2 separate regions of the Mus musculus genome follow, and region 1 is linked to region 2. A link is a contact called in public ChIA-PET data. All regions are on one chromosome and are shown on one strand. Each heading gives the region's core, a stretch centred on a gene start, on an enhancer-like site or on the middle of the called end of the contact. The rest is flanking DNA. Distances are from core to core; before and after follow the strand shown.

Region 1 (7,410 bases), core at 4,625-7,124, 330 kb after region 2:
TCTAGACTGACACATAATTGAAAGGGACACAGAAAGCATGATGCTTTGAAAGTCATGGAGTAAGAAGTCATTGGGAATGAAAACTATCATCCTTTGCTCTGTATCCTTGGTATTGATCAAGAATATCACCTTGGTGTAGAAGGCAGAGGCTATTTTCAAGAGGCAAAGCAAATAGCTTCTGTCACTTGAACTCCCACCACTACTTAAAATCTTAAGAGTCATAGGCATTTGGCATTTGACATGGCTTTTGTTGTTGCTTTTGCTATTATACACAAACTCAGCCACTTACATTTAAAATATGTTTTTCAGCCTCAGACTGCTTTTTGGCTGCTCCAACACCAGGTGAAGCTGTCAGTCCTAGTATCTGCGGCAGGGGAATGGCTGGTTTGTTTTGTTTCTTGAGGTCATTGTTTCTCAGCTTCTGCTTCAAATATCGTCTCATGATGTTGTTATAGACTGCCTCCTTGTTGGTGTGATGGCACTCATCAATGATAATGAGAGAGAAGTCTTAACAGAAAGATAAAAGGTCTGTTTACCCAAACTGGCTTGTGACAGAGACACAAGAACACTGAAGCTAAAGGAGAGAGCTGCCATGGGTCATTGTCTTTGGGCAGAACATTAGCACAGCCCTATGTCAATCTGCTGGTATGATTTTAACCGTGACCAGTAGCAAAATTAAAGACTACAAAGTTCATGTGTGTTCATCAAGACACTGTTCCTGCCAGCTATTATCCCTGTCTCAAGATGAGATGCAGAAAGTGTCAGTGAAATTCACATCTTTCTTACACACACACACAAACAAACAACAACAACAACCGCAAAATCTTCCCAGGGCCCCACTTTGATTGTAGAATAGACTTTTAATTCTAGGCTGATAAAGTCTCTTTTTGCAACATCAAGTGAAAAGAATATTATTTAGACAGCTATGATTTTATGCTTTTTAAACTTTGCATACTTTTACTTTTCTCTGTTTTCCTCCCAATTATTTTATCATTCCAAATAATGCAGGCAGGACTGTAGTTTAACTCTATAGTCAAGAAGGGAGTTCTAACAGAATCTGCCATCAAATGTGTGTGTGTGTGTGTGTGTGTGTGTATACATATATTACACAATGTAATTATTCTCCCAGAGAGACACAGGCAGAGAAACTGCACAATGGAAGAAAAATTGACCTCTCAAGGAAGGAATTAAACGGACTCTGGTAAGGTATGGGTCAGTCAAGAGATAAGTTGAAAGTGTGGGGGCGGGGGGGGGGCGCGAGAGTGCGTGCGTGCATGTGCGCATGTGCATTGTGTGTGTCAGAAGTAATGGAAGAACACAGTACTTGATTTACTAATGATATACTTAAAAAAAAAGCAAGCCATCAAGTTAACCATTTCTCTCTTTTTGGTCCTTTTTTTCAGGGAAGTGGAGCACTTCAATGACGCCTTGTGAAATAAAAAGTAACTTAAACTAAGGTTACTTTTCATCATAAAAAGATGATTTAACAAGCATTCTCTGTTACTATCTTTAATATTTCTCTCAGTCTTTTTTTCTAAAAATAATCACTCCAACCAACCTGACAGCTGCACACCGTCATCGTCTCCACTCTCCAGATTTAAGAGGGAGTTTTCAAGGATTTGAGCAGTGCTGATAATAACATCGTAAGATTTGACAACTTCTGGAAATGATATTTTCAGCTGGGTATCGCCACTTAATCCAATAATTCGATACCATTTCTTCAAATATGGGTTGAACTCTTTTCGGAAAAGTTGTTCTGCTAACATTACCTTAAAAACATAAGAACATACAGAATTTTTAAAACTTCATAAAAAATAGGGAGGAAAGGAAATCGAAAGGCACAGAGGAGTATCAAAGGATTACGTGTGCACTCTTGATATTACCTTCTATATATCATTCCTTCTATTCATCTGACTTTAAATATCCATTGTGTTTGTATTAGATGTAGACATTATATCTAGAGCATAAAGGAATTTAAGATAAAGCTGCTGACTTAGAGTAACTCAGTGTCACCGAGTACTTATTCTATGACTAACAGAAAGACCCATCACACACAATGTAATTATTCTCCCAGAGAGCTACAGCAGTGTGACACCACAGTGGAAGAACATCTGACCTCCAAAAGGAAGGCTTGGAGGGGCTCTGGTCAAGAGTTAAGTTGGATTTATTTGATACTAAATCAATTCTTAATGTGTAGAGCAGGGTCAGCTGGGAACATTAAGTGGAATATTAAATTCTATCTAACAGTTCTCAGGATACCCATGAGTTGGATTCTAGAGATCATTTCTTCTTAGTGCCTGGGATCCTGCTACTGGCTATCTGACCACAACATTGGAAAGAGCAAGGAACCCGGAAGGTAGCATAAGCACATTTATTCTGAGGATGTGTGGGGTGGGAGAGAATAAACTACCACAATGGCTTTGGTGTCTGAATAAAAATGAAGTGGCAAGAAAGGGTAGGAGAGGTGGAAATTCACTTTCGTTCTAACCAACTCTGTAAGTTGCAGCATCTTCTGAAAGTCACTGCTGACACCTTGGTGACACCTGTAATTGCTAGTAACTCAGAAGACCTCCCAGACTGAGGAGGACACAGGTTCGGCTGTCTCATTCCTAATTTATTTTTGTTTGTTGGAGAAAGGGAGTTATCCTTTAGTCTAGGCTGGCGTTGAACTCCCTATGTAGCTTAGGATGACCTTGAACTCCTGATCCTTCTGTCTCTACCTCTCTTTAGTGCTGGAATTGCAAGCATGCTCCATGAAGTAAGATTTGGTTGTAGTGCCAAGGACAGAACTCCCAGCTTCATGTATGCTAAACAATTGCTCTAACACCTAGGCTATATTGCCAGCCTGCAATTGCTATAACACCTGAGTCAAGCTACCTTGAGAGTTTCCTTCTAGGAGGATATAAAAATGGAATTCTAGAAGCATATAGTATAGCAAATCGAAAGTTGATAGGAAGAATGTCAAGGCCAGGCTTCGGCACCTGCTCGCTCTATCCCTCACAATGTGATTATGCCTGATAATGCGGTCACTGTTGGACAATCTTGAAACTCACTCTGGGTAGCCCTGTCTTCCCACTGAAGGACATAGAGAAAGCCAGATGCAAGTCTGACATGGCTAATTGGGAGGTGTGTGGTCCTCTTGGAGCCTTTTCCTGAGATGTGACAGAGTGCGTGCCAAGACTAATCAAGCCCAACTGCTCCCCACTTCTGCTGAATCATATGGGGCTGCATTTCAGCATCTGAAGGAACCTGGGACTTCTCTCTCATGATGTTGAAGCCCTAGATAGGAAATGGAAAGTCTGGGAGCACAGGTGGTGTTTGCATTTCTCTCTGCACTTGAAGGCTATAACTTTGGAAAGGATGGAGACGAAAGTAAATGGTATTAGAGACCAAGTTTTCTGTACTCTAGATTGGGAGCTAAAATACATTGCAAGTTGGCTAGACACTAATATGCTGCATTCGTAAGTTAGAGATTTCCAAAAAAATAAAAAATAAATAATTAAAGCTGAAGGTTCTTTAAATATATTTAAGGGACAACTTACAGTAAACAATAACAATGTAAATGGAGAGCTAGTGGAAAGTCTTTGTAGTAATCTCAAAGAAAACAAGGAGGGAGGAAAGAGGACTGGGCGGTGCTTTTAGTGCTTGTTCAATGGGAAAATGTCATTGGAAAATTCAAATTTCATGTTTGGAACTCAAAAGCTTTGATAGTTAATTGAGAAATTTTTAATTACTCTGCTAAATATTCACACATAGACACAAACACTGGGATACCTTTGTTTATCTCATAGCTTTTAACAACAGCCACTAAGTACTCGGATTTTTAAGAACCTAGTTCACAAACCATGCTCAAATGGGTACAGGATCTACACAAGCCACATAGAACCAATAAAATCTGCTTTGATTATCAAAAGAATCCAATACAGTAGATACAAATGATGAAAATGATAAACAATAAATGTGCCTGTAAATGTGCATGAATAAGAACTACCTAGATTGTATGGGTTGAAAGAGTCCTAAGTAGAATAAATCAAGCAAAAGAACATTTATATAAAGAAAGGTACAGTAAACCATTACAAAATTAGATCTGGGACCAGAAAAGTGGCCCACTTAGTGGTTAAGAACACTCGCTATTCTTTCAGAGGACCCAGATTCAATTCCCAGGCACCACGTGGTAACTCCAACTCTCTGTAACTTCAGTTTGAGAGGATCCAACACTCTCTGACGGCTTCCATGGGCCTCAGGCATGCACCGGGTGCACAGACACACACACGCAGGCAAAACACTCATACACATAAAATAATAAAAACAGATCTAAAATGATCAGACAACATAAATAAGAAAAATGCTGAAGCTTGAAAGTCAGTTATACAAAAGTAAAATAAGGTTTTAGCTTAGTACAGATTCTGATATACAAATGTACTCAGTCCTGGATTGAGCTAGACCTCGTCTCTCCTCCACTCCACATTCCTAAGACTGCATCTACAGCATTTGTTCAACAATGTGTCTGGGAGACTATGAGGATGTTAAATCCTGAGGGGCCCGGGAATCATAATAAAAGGGACTATGGTGTCACCCAGTACCCACAGGATGTTGCCCTTTCTTTGTTGCAAAGCAGGAGAGTTATGATTATGTTCCAGGATAACAGAGGAAAGAATAACTGTGGGTTTCATAGAACACATGTGTTTAAGAGAACACATGCATGGATTACTTTGGGTGGCAAATGTGGAAAGAATGGCTGTGGTTGTTTTGGAAGATGGGAAATTTCCTTGGTACCAGATATTAACTAGAAGTGGCACATCTCTGCCAAGGAGGAAAGCTGTACCACAAAGGTCTTCTCAGCTCTTACAGTCTATGGTCCTCTGACCAGATCAGGGAAATAGAGAAGGAAATTAATGAAAGATAATCACTGGGCTTTGAAGCTACATGACTAGGATGAGGTGGTATATATGACACAGAGACAGATAAATAGGAAAGGGAGCCTTCGAGAGGAGAGGTCACCACCTCTCCTCAGAGGCTAAGATTCAGAAAATGGCAGAACTGCCCTAGAGGAACAAAGACATCGTGTAAGCAGCTTTGGATTCATTTAACAACATTATTTTTTTCCTGTGGATTTAGGACTCAATCCTGTCCTATATGTAAAGTATTCAATTTCATTAAGTTACAGATGATAAAGGAAGAAAAGAAAATAAGAAAATTTAATGAGTTATTATTAGACTTAATTTTTGAGCAAGCACATACATGCATATTCTCTCTCTCTCTCTCTCTCTCTCTCTCTCTCTCTCTCTCTCTCTCACACACACACACACACACACACACACACACACACACACACACACAGAGGGGCGGGGGAAGAGATTAGACAACTAAAATGTTAGAAAATGTTGAAATTTGTCTGAGGTCACAGTGCTAATAGGTAGGTAGAAATAGGATTTAAACTTATATTCAAAAAATGAATAAATGAAAGGTTTAGGGCAAATAAATATTAATGTTTCATTATTGCCAGAAAAGAATATAAAAATCATCTTCCCATGGTGGGTAGAAAGGTATAAAGATATGACCCTCTGTTTGGTTCTGGGAGTGCTGGATTTTTTGTTTGTTTGTTTGTTTGTTTGAGACAGGGTTTCTCTGTGTAGCCCTGGCCGTCCTGGAACTCACTTTGTAGACCAGGCTGGCCTCGAACTCAGAAATCCTCCTGCCTCTGCCTCCCAAGTGCTGGGATTAAAGGCATTGGCCACCATGCCCAGGTGAGTGCTGGATTTCAAATCCAGAGCCTTGCATCCTCTAGGCAGGAGCTCTACCACTGAGCACATGTCCAGGAGAGCAGGTCAGGCTTAGAAGGTCCACACAGGTCCATTTCAAACACGGTGATGGACACCACTCACCCTGTGGATACTGAATATGGTATTTTTAATATGGCAAAGCAGCTTCCTACAAAATGTTTTAGAATAATATAAATCTTAAAAAATTTACACAAGCAGTCTTAAAAGTCTATCGGTGTTATTTCCTTTAAACAAGTACATGATGATAAGAAAAAGGCTAATCATGAAAAGCACATTAAATTTTATTTCCTAGAATAGGAAAAAATATTATTCAGTCTACTAGTGTGTAAATTCTCTTCTATCTAAATAAAATTCAAATAAATAAATTTTGTTTACAGTGTTAATATAAAGATGATTGGAGGACCTTTACAAGATACAAATTTTCAAAGAAAAGTTCAGTAGCATTTAATGTAATACATATTAATGTTCAATTGGGTAAAAATAGTCAATTAAGTTTTCTCTATCTTTCAGTCACACTCTGCTCTATAATGTTCTGGATAAAGAGTATATACAATGTTTGGTTAAGTATTAGTGGCTAAAGATGCTTTAAAAGAAGGTAGTTGATCATCATTTTCGGGTCACACATGCTCAAAAGCGTGAGTGTGTTGAAATGGATGCTCACAGCCCTCCATTAGACAGAGCACAGGGTCTCCAATGAAGGAGCTAGAGAAGGTACCCAAGAAGCTGAAGGGGTTTGCAGTCCCATAGGAGGAACAACAATATGAACTAACCAGTATCCCCAGAGCTTCCTGGGACTAAACTACCAACCAAAGAAAACACATGGTGGGACTCATGGCTCTAGTTGCATATGTAGCAGAGGATGCCCTAATCGGTCATCAATGGGAGGAGAGGCCCTTAGTCCTGTGAAAGTTCTATGCTCTAGTATAGGGGAATGCCAGGGACAGGAAGTAGGAATGGGCTGGTTGGTGAGCAGGTGGGGGGATGGGGATAGGGGGTTTTCAGAGGGGAAACCAGGAAAGGAGAAAACATTTGAAACGTAAATAAAGAAATTATCTAATTAAAAAAAGAGCGAGTGTGCTGACAAATTAAATTTTTATATGTAAATTAGAACTATCTTGCTTAATGATCTAGTTTCATGAAAACATCAATTTTAAGGTTAATCTCTTAAATTTTAGATATATAGCTTAAGGATAAAAATGAAAATAAATGGTTTCTTTGACCTTAAACCTAATGAAATGAATCTCTGTGTGGTTTGGTGCTACAAATGTTATCATCTTCAGGCTTCAGTGAGAATGTTCATACAAGAGGGAGCACAGGAGCGTATACCTTATTGACAAGAACGATAACCTTCCCGGATTCAGATGCCTGCTTCTTCTTGTCTAAGTGATCTTTGGTGATGTAAACAGCCACTCTGGTTTTCCCACTCCCCGTGGGGAGGCAGATAATAATATTCTTCCCATCTAGAGCTGGTTGGGCCACTTCCATTTGGTAAGGCCTGAGCTGCAGTTCTGGCTCGGGGGATACTCTTTTTGTCTGGATGACACTTTCATCTGAGGGAAGAAAAACATGGAAAAGTGGCGTAAGAGAAACAGCAAAGATATGAAGGCTTGGAGGCCCAGCAAAGATA
Region 2 (7,412 bases), core at 1,295-3,794:
TACGTTCACCTCACGTTTACTGTTTAATTCAACTTTATGGCAAGCTAATAGACTTAGACTTCTGTCTCTGTGCACTTACACAAGTACATCAGGAACATCTCAAAGCAAGGAGGGATATATGGAAATGTTTGGAGGAAGGAGGGGAGAGGGGAAATGTAATGGTATTATAATTATTGTTATTATATTGTAATTATATTTTAATTACATTGTAATTTCAAAAATCTTTAAAAACTAAAAAAGAAGGGAAAGTAATTATCAATTGCTTGAAATTTGTTTCAATGCTTTTTAGTCTCTTTCTATACATATATATATATATATATATATACATTTGAAAAGACATTAATAATTTCACATTCATATCTTCAAAATATACTAATAATTTCTATTTTAATTTTTACCAATTTATAGAATTGTTGAAATAGAATGTGTTGGAAGAGTAATTAGAATCTGTCAGCAAGTATCTTTTGAGTACTTACTATATTGTAAACCATGATAGACTAAAATGAAAGAAAGGCTTTGAAGTTTGTTTGCACGTCCAAAGGACTCCTTTTTCCCCTGTCTCTCTGTCTCTTCATTTCTTTGACTCTATCTCTGACTCTGTTTCTATCCCAAACCCCTCTCACTCTGTGTGTGTGTGGGGGGGGGGGGGTATATGTTGGACATGTAGATAGTATAAAGCTGAAAATAAATGTTGAATTCTGTAGTTACTTTTTACCTACAGAATTTACTTTTTAGAATCAGAGCCCCACCCTTGTTTCCTTGAAAAACAAGAAATAATAATACTTTACAGTTTGCTTTGAGTTGAGATAGCTAGCCTTGGCATTGGCGGTTATAGATAGGCAGTTGAATAATCTTTTCTTGCATCTGGCTTCTTAGGAGTAGAGCATCTGACCCACCTACATCCAAAGAATTCATAGAAGCCTTTCAGACATGCACAAAAGACTGCAGGTGCTCACAAATCACTATGTGCTGTGTGGGACTCCCACTTCCTCTGCTTAGACATCCTGGTGCACGTAACACTGCTTAGCAATTGTTCCAAGCATTTCTAAATGCACACAAAAAGAGACTGGAAATGTCAAAGATTTTTTTTCAAAATTTATTTATTAAGTTTAAGAAGGAAAATTAAAGCTATAAATAAGGCTAAGAGGTTTATTATTATTATTATTATCATTATTATTATTATTATGCAGTTCTTCAGTAGCTTAGTTTCTGTTCTCTGAATCATCTTAACATGAATAATTGAAATTTAGCTAATAATAAAGACAGTGTGGTGTCTGTTACATGGCTCTAAGTTATTCTGATTTTTCAAGAACCTTTAGACTCAGTACCTATGTCAAGAAGAAGTTGGTTGTTGCTTGCTTCCGGATGACAATGTGGCCACTTATTTATTTTAAATATTTCGGAGGAGTTTGTTTTATTCTAGAGTGAACTCAGGCGCTTGAAGTTTGGTTCAGTGAAAACAGCATATCTCTAAATTTTCTTTGACTATTCCACAAAGCAAGTCTTGTTCAGGGTCACAATACCTAGATGAATAAAAATTTTCCTGGCTTCTTTAAGCTGATATTTTCTATTTGTTTTGAATACAGTAATATAATTTTTAGAATATGAACGTTTTCCAAGATGACTTAGAAATATTTTTTCCTTTCAAAATATTTAATGCTTACATAAAATGCTGTTTTTCCCCCTTGAAGTTCTTTTTGACTTTGCTGCCACCTAATGGCTAAGACAGTAATTAATTTTTTTCTTTTTCTTTTTCTTTTCTTTTTTTTTTTTAACCTTTTTTTCCCCTTAAAAAACAAAACATAACAAACAAACATAAAAGCAGAAGAAATTCCGTGGGAAAGCAGAGCAAGCATGACCCTCTCCTTGTTCATGTAGGAATTTCTTTATCATTTCTTATTTGAATTCAACAATTACCGTATACGATTCAAATTTCCATTTCTTTAAATATATATCATCATTTTTGTTATCTTTCATAGCCTTCTTAGTATTGTTGAACTAGTTTTTAAAAATAATTACTGTTCTGCACTAGTCTATAATGCCTACCACAAGAGCGGTGCATGTACCCAGCTCTACCACATAGCATTAGTGAGGCTGAAAAAACATTGCTTAGTTTCTCCATGTCTCAGCTTTCTCTGGTATCAAATATAAATGAAAATATCTGTCTATGGTGTTGGTGTGAAAAAAACTAAAATGACATATTTAAATGCTTTATTATATTTCTGATGTTAGTACAAACTACATTATCAAACTTATCACATTTAAAATATATCTGTTATCTTGAACTTAATCGATGTCAGATTTAAACCCTATCCAAGTAGAACTTGAAATCAAGTGTCATACCTCTTAAGTTCTCTGTGGGAGCCATGGGTGAGCAGTCTAGGTGTCTCAGCTGCGTTTGATAGGGTGTTAGTTTTCTGAAAGAAATGCACTAAGTGTTCTTTACCAGTTGTGTTTCCCTTCCTCTCAGGAGTGCAGATCACTGCACGGGGAGTATGTCGGGCGAGCCTGTGGCCATGGCCACCCCTACGTGCCAGATGTTCTCTTCTGGTCGGTGATCCTGTTCTTCTCCACAGTTACCATGTCAGCCACCCTGAAGCAGTTCAAGACCAGCCGCTATTTCCCAACCAAGGTACTTGGGTTTAAATATTTCTGATCCAAATATAAACTAAATATTCTACATGCTCAAGGTTAGGGGAGAGTTACTGATGGAATGACATGAACTGGTAGAAAGGTTCTGAGAGAACTGGCAAGCTAGATTTAGGTCCTAGAACAGGGCTGGGAAGAAGCCCTTTGTGACATAGCTACCAGAGGTGGCACAAGCTCTTCTGCTTTCCTTCAAACTGAAAGGTCAACACTTCCCTTCCCATGTACAGATTTGGAAAGTCAAAGCATAGGCCATATTAGTGATTGTCACTTTCTTTCCCAGGGAGCAGTGGGGCCTATGCCAGCCTGACAGGAACCAGTGTTACAGTCTCTACATGGAGAAGCCTGGCACTGTGCACTAGGACACAATTTTCTTTTCTTTTTTTAAATGCATCAGTCCTTTACCCTAAGCCACCATGCTTGTATCTGTATATTTGAGAAAGGAAACAGGGAATCAACTGAGTTCAATATTTAACACTACAACATAAAAATCTGTGAGGTCTGAGTCCACCATGAAAAGGTCCAGGATGAGATTTAACAAACACACACACACACACACACAGACACAGACACACACACACACACACTCAGACACACACACACTCAGACACACACACAGAGGAAACAAATGTTTTTCAGACTGAGGTAAATATCTCAAAAAAATTCCACTTTGGTAAACAAGAAGAGTTCCTTCCAGAGACTGCTGCTTTTTCGGTCACTATCTTCTTCACGAAAGTTAACAGGCTTATCTCCTCCACCTTTCAGCTGAACCATTCTCTATGTCAGAATCTAACGACTTTGTTCATGGGTTGCAACAGCATACTAATAGAAAGCAAATGTTACTGATAGTTTTTAAGAGTAACTACTCAAAAATGTCCTTGGAGAGCTTGGGAGATGGCGTAGTCTGTGAAGTGCTTGCTCTGTAAACATAAGAACCTAAACCCAGGGTCCAAGAACCTATGGTAAAGGGCTGGGGGTGGGGGTGGGGGTGCCGGAGAGCTGGGTGTATTGGTGCACACCTGTGGTCCCAGAGATCACAGTGAGATTGCAGGGGGAAAGAGGTGAATCCTTCGTGTGCCTTTGCCTGAGCTATTGGATGAGGTTCCAGGCCAGTGAGAAATGGGGCCAGCATCTCAGGAGGTTTTTCTCTGACTTGCACATGTGCACCATGAACTGTGCACCACTGCACAATGGCTTTCTACAATGAGAAATGGTTTGAAAAATGGCTTATATAAAGTTCATTTTATATCAAAGAAATTTTTAAATTTGCCTACATCATTGTGTATATTAGTAATTGTCATACCTTAAGTAATTAAAACACGCTTCTTTAATAAAAGCAGGTAATGCCATTTAGTGGTCCTTTGGATTCATAATGTTAAAATATAATGTGTATTCAAGAGACCTAAAATTCACCTGATGCAGGCCAGACAACTTTATTCTGTGTTCCAAATTTTCACATACTTGGGTTTATAATAGATACTTTAAATGAATATGAAAAAGAAAATGACCACCATTATTTCAGTTCAATAAATCTTTATTCTGAAAAAGTGTGGGTGAGAGACATAGATGTATTCAGACTGTAGCATAGCATAGCTAATGATACTATGTTACAATGTGCATACGGAGTAACATCATGATATTATGTCACAGCGGTCATATTCAAGACTGCTCCTGAATATTTCTAGTTATTTATAGCTCCCTCAAAGTAACAATATTTTCATTATTTTTAGGTTCGATCCATAGTGAGTGATTTTGCGGTTTTTCTTACAATTCTGTGTATGGTTTTAATTGACTATGCCATTGGGATCCCATCACCAAAACTACAAGTACCAAGCGTTTTCAAGGTGAATTTATCTAGCATGTAACATCTATCTGCTTTTCTATTCCTCTGTATCTAATAGATGATCTGTGACCCAGTATAAGAAACTTTTATGAGAACATGAGCAATATGCATTAATAGATTAAGAAATAAATTGTTGTCTGGTATTAAAAAGAATAATAAAATTGAAACTTCAAGACTGCTTAAACATTTCCTATCACCCATTAGAGTTGAAAGATATGCAAACAGTACAGCATGCCTACAAACCAAGGAAGCATTCTGAAACTGAGGGACATGCATTTTTGTGAGGGAAAACTGCAGAGTGAATAGGGTTTGAAAAACAGATACTAGGCTTGGGATAAGTATACCAACCATATTATGATGGCAGGACAGCCCTTGATGCCAGCAAATTTACTGCCTCAGCCTGTTTTCTCATCTGTCAAACAGAGCTAGGGACTTAATCGGAGAATCATTTGCTGTCATAATGAATTCCTCTGGGACTCATTTCCAGCAGCAGCCCTGTTTTGAACCTTTTGCTGAGCTTATGATATGGCTCAGTTTCTGGTTTTTTGTTTTGTTTTGTTTTGGTTTTCATTTTTCATATAGTAGCCTGTGCACACACCTGAAATAAGTTACTATATTACACCAAAACCTTCTATTTATATATCCACTAAACTAAAAGAAAGCTCTGCCTTGTTTCTAGCATAGTGTACAATGTGCAATCTTAAATGTAGACAAATTTGCATACAGTAAATAGTAGGTATTGGTGTTACTTATTAAATACAGGTATTGATTGAGAATGATGTTTTAATTAGTCTGCTGGAGTTAAAATTTGACCTCAATTAATTATTAACCCTGGAACCTTAGACAACTTACTACGGCACTCTATGCCTCAATTTCATCCCTACTATGCTATGAAGAGAAAATGGGTTAAAAGATAAGACACTCAGAGGGGTGTCCTTAGTTATGTGAATGCTCCGCGAGTTTATTACTTAGTGAATGCTCAGCCAATCACTTCATAATTAAGAGTTCCATGTTTATATCTGTATGACTTAGTTTGGTTAGGTATTCATCAATCTTGCTACTGATATCTATGGTTAATTTTTTTCTCAGCCGACCAGAGACGACCGTGGCTGGTTTGTTACACCTTTGGGTCCAAACCCATGGTGGACAATCATAGCTGCCATCATCCCAGCTTTACTCTGTACTATTCTGATTTTCATGGACCAGCAGATTACAGCTGTCATCATCAACAGAAAAGAGCACAAGCTAAAGGTATGTATTTAACATCCATTATAATACAAATGATTCTTATGCAGCTGATAGTAATTGATGGCCATAGATTCTGTCTTTAATTTGTATACATTTGTTCAGTATAGAATGCTGTTTTCAGGTTTGTAGTTTTTATTGTTTTCTAGGACACTTTGTCTTATGGTGCTATGAACATTTTGGTTGCAATATTTGTCTATCCTCGAGTCTGAAACCTTACTTCTAAAGGGGAAAAATGGTTCTAACTTTAGCATGCTTAACATTAACTTGGTGAAATGTTCAATTCTGGTAAGGAAATACTTACCAACTTGGCTTCCGTCTGGGATTCCACTATTTCTTTATTTGATGCCAAGTATGTTCGTTATTATAAGGGACCATATTTCAGATATGTTTCACTGAATTATATCATTTAAAAATTATTATTTGTTTGTAATGCCTAAAACAAAGGGAACGTGTGGCTATAAATACTATAGTTTATATGTGACATCTTTGAACATTATTGTGGATTTTTAGTACAAGTAGATTTTATTTAATATAATTATATAAATATATATGTATATATACATGTGTACATGTGTGTGTGTGTTAAGTAAGTCCACAAAATATCAAATGGTTAAAAATAGTCAGAATCAATACAGGAAGAGAAGGCTGAAAGCCTATAAGAGCCAGAGGAACAGGAGGTGTGCTGTGAGATAGGAAATGCATACCTATGAAACGCAGCAAGGACAATACCAAGACACATGCTAACATGGAAGAGGAGAACCTTACCAGATCCGTTAGTAGGCAAAGAACTACAGGGAACTAATGACTGCTGAGAGAGGGAGAATCAGTCTTTGCCAGGGTGGAGCCCCTATTTGATTTGCAGGAACCAAATGGTCAGCCCTGAAGTCACATACACATAAGCAACACTAAATGGAGTCAACAAATTATATTCACATGTGTGTGTGTGAGTGTGTGCATGTGTGTTATGTATGTAACAGTTAATAAAGAAGAGGCCATTAAGTTTGAGAGGGAGGTTGGAGACATGGCAGAAGTTGAAAGAAGGAAGCAGGAAAGGGTGGGGATGGGAAATGAAGTAATTATATTTAATTATTTTTATATCAGAATCAAAACTTGTAAAATAGGACATACATAATCTTATTTTGTTCTGACACTGAAGAAATTGCCAGTTACCTCTGCATGTCTTTTAAACTCAAGAATTTTTGCTGAAGTAACAACTCTTGTGCTATGTACAATTTTAGAAAATATTAGGATAATTAAAATGTCTGTGTAAACTATTTCACTGATATAACAATAAGCATAGTTATAAGAATGTACAATTATTTGTAATAAATTATATTGAGGAGTTTGCAGTAAATATTAGAGAGTATGAGCATTCCTCATTCTATTGAAAGCAATTTTAGGATGAAACTTCTTTTAAAAAATAATTAATTCAACTTGCTTGTGGTTTTTGTTGAATAAAATTTTTAATTATTGAAGATATATAATTTACAATTTCACAAATTCTTAATACTAGATATTGTGACTAACTCTTGAAATTCCAGCATTTGGGAGACTGAGTCAGGAGGATAATCATGAGTTCAAGGCCACCCTGACTACATGGTAAAACTACATTATTGAACAGCAGAGGTAGTCATGCAGCTCTGTAGTCAATAAAGCACAATGCAACAAAATGTAT

Evidence for each region. ChIA-PET counts read pairs in DNA pulled down with a chosen protein or histone mark.
Region 1: a contact with region 2 is called in an SMC1A ChIA-PET map of the G1E-ER4 cell line, with 8 read pairs. The contact joins two enhancer-like sites. A contact is called at or near these places in 2 of 15 datasets of contacts at CTCF or cohesin (the G1E-ER4 cell line and pro-B cells), 34 of 484 Hi-C or Micro-C datasets (B cells, the C2C12 cell line, the G1E-ER4 cell line and 18 more) and 1 of 115 datasets of contacts at active chromatin or transcription factors (embryonic stem cells).

What each region holds. Positions count from the first base shown.
Region 1 is chr2:62,610,152-62,617,561 of GRCm38.p6, forward strand. It overlaps Ifih1 (interferon induced with helicase C domain 1), which reads right to left. Exons shown (of 16, transcript NM_027835.3): 5 at 7,110-7,333; 6 at 1,559-1,769; 7 at 290-507. Among named protein-coding and RNA genes, the nearest start is that of Gm39839, 6.1 kb to the right of the region's middle. Within about 2 kb of position 5,875, at least 2 of the 459 cell types and tissues checked have an H3K27ac peak or open chromatin away from gene starts, as enhancers often do. A contact at or near this core is called in the G1E-ER4 cell line, where this site is marked.
Region 2 is chr2:62,284,332-62,291,743 of GRCm38.p6, forward strand. It overlaps Slc4a10 (solute carrier family 4, sodium bicarbonate cotransporter-like, member 10), which reads left to right. Exons shown (of 26, transcript NM_033552.3): 16 at 2,471-2,632; 17 at 4,377-4,490; 18 at 5,579-5,740. Among named protein-coding and RNA genes, the nearest start is that of Dpp4, 120 kb to the right of the region's middle. Within about 2 kb of position 2,545, at least 4 of the 459 cell types and tissues checked have an H3K27ac peak or open chromatin away from gene starts, as enhancers often do. A contact at or near this core is called in the G1E-ER4 cell line, where this site is marked.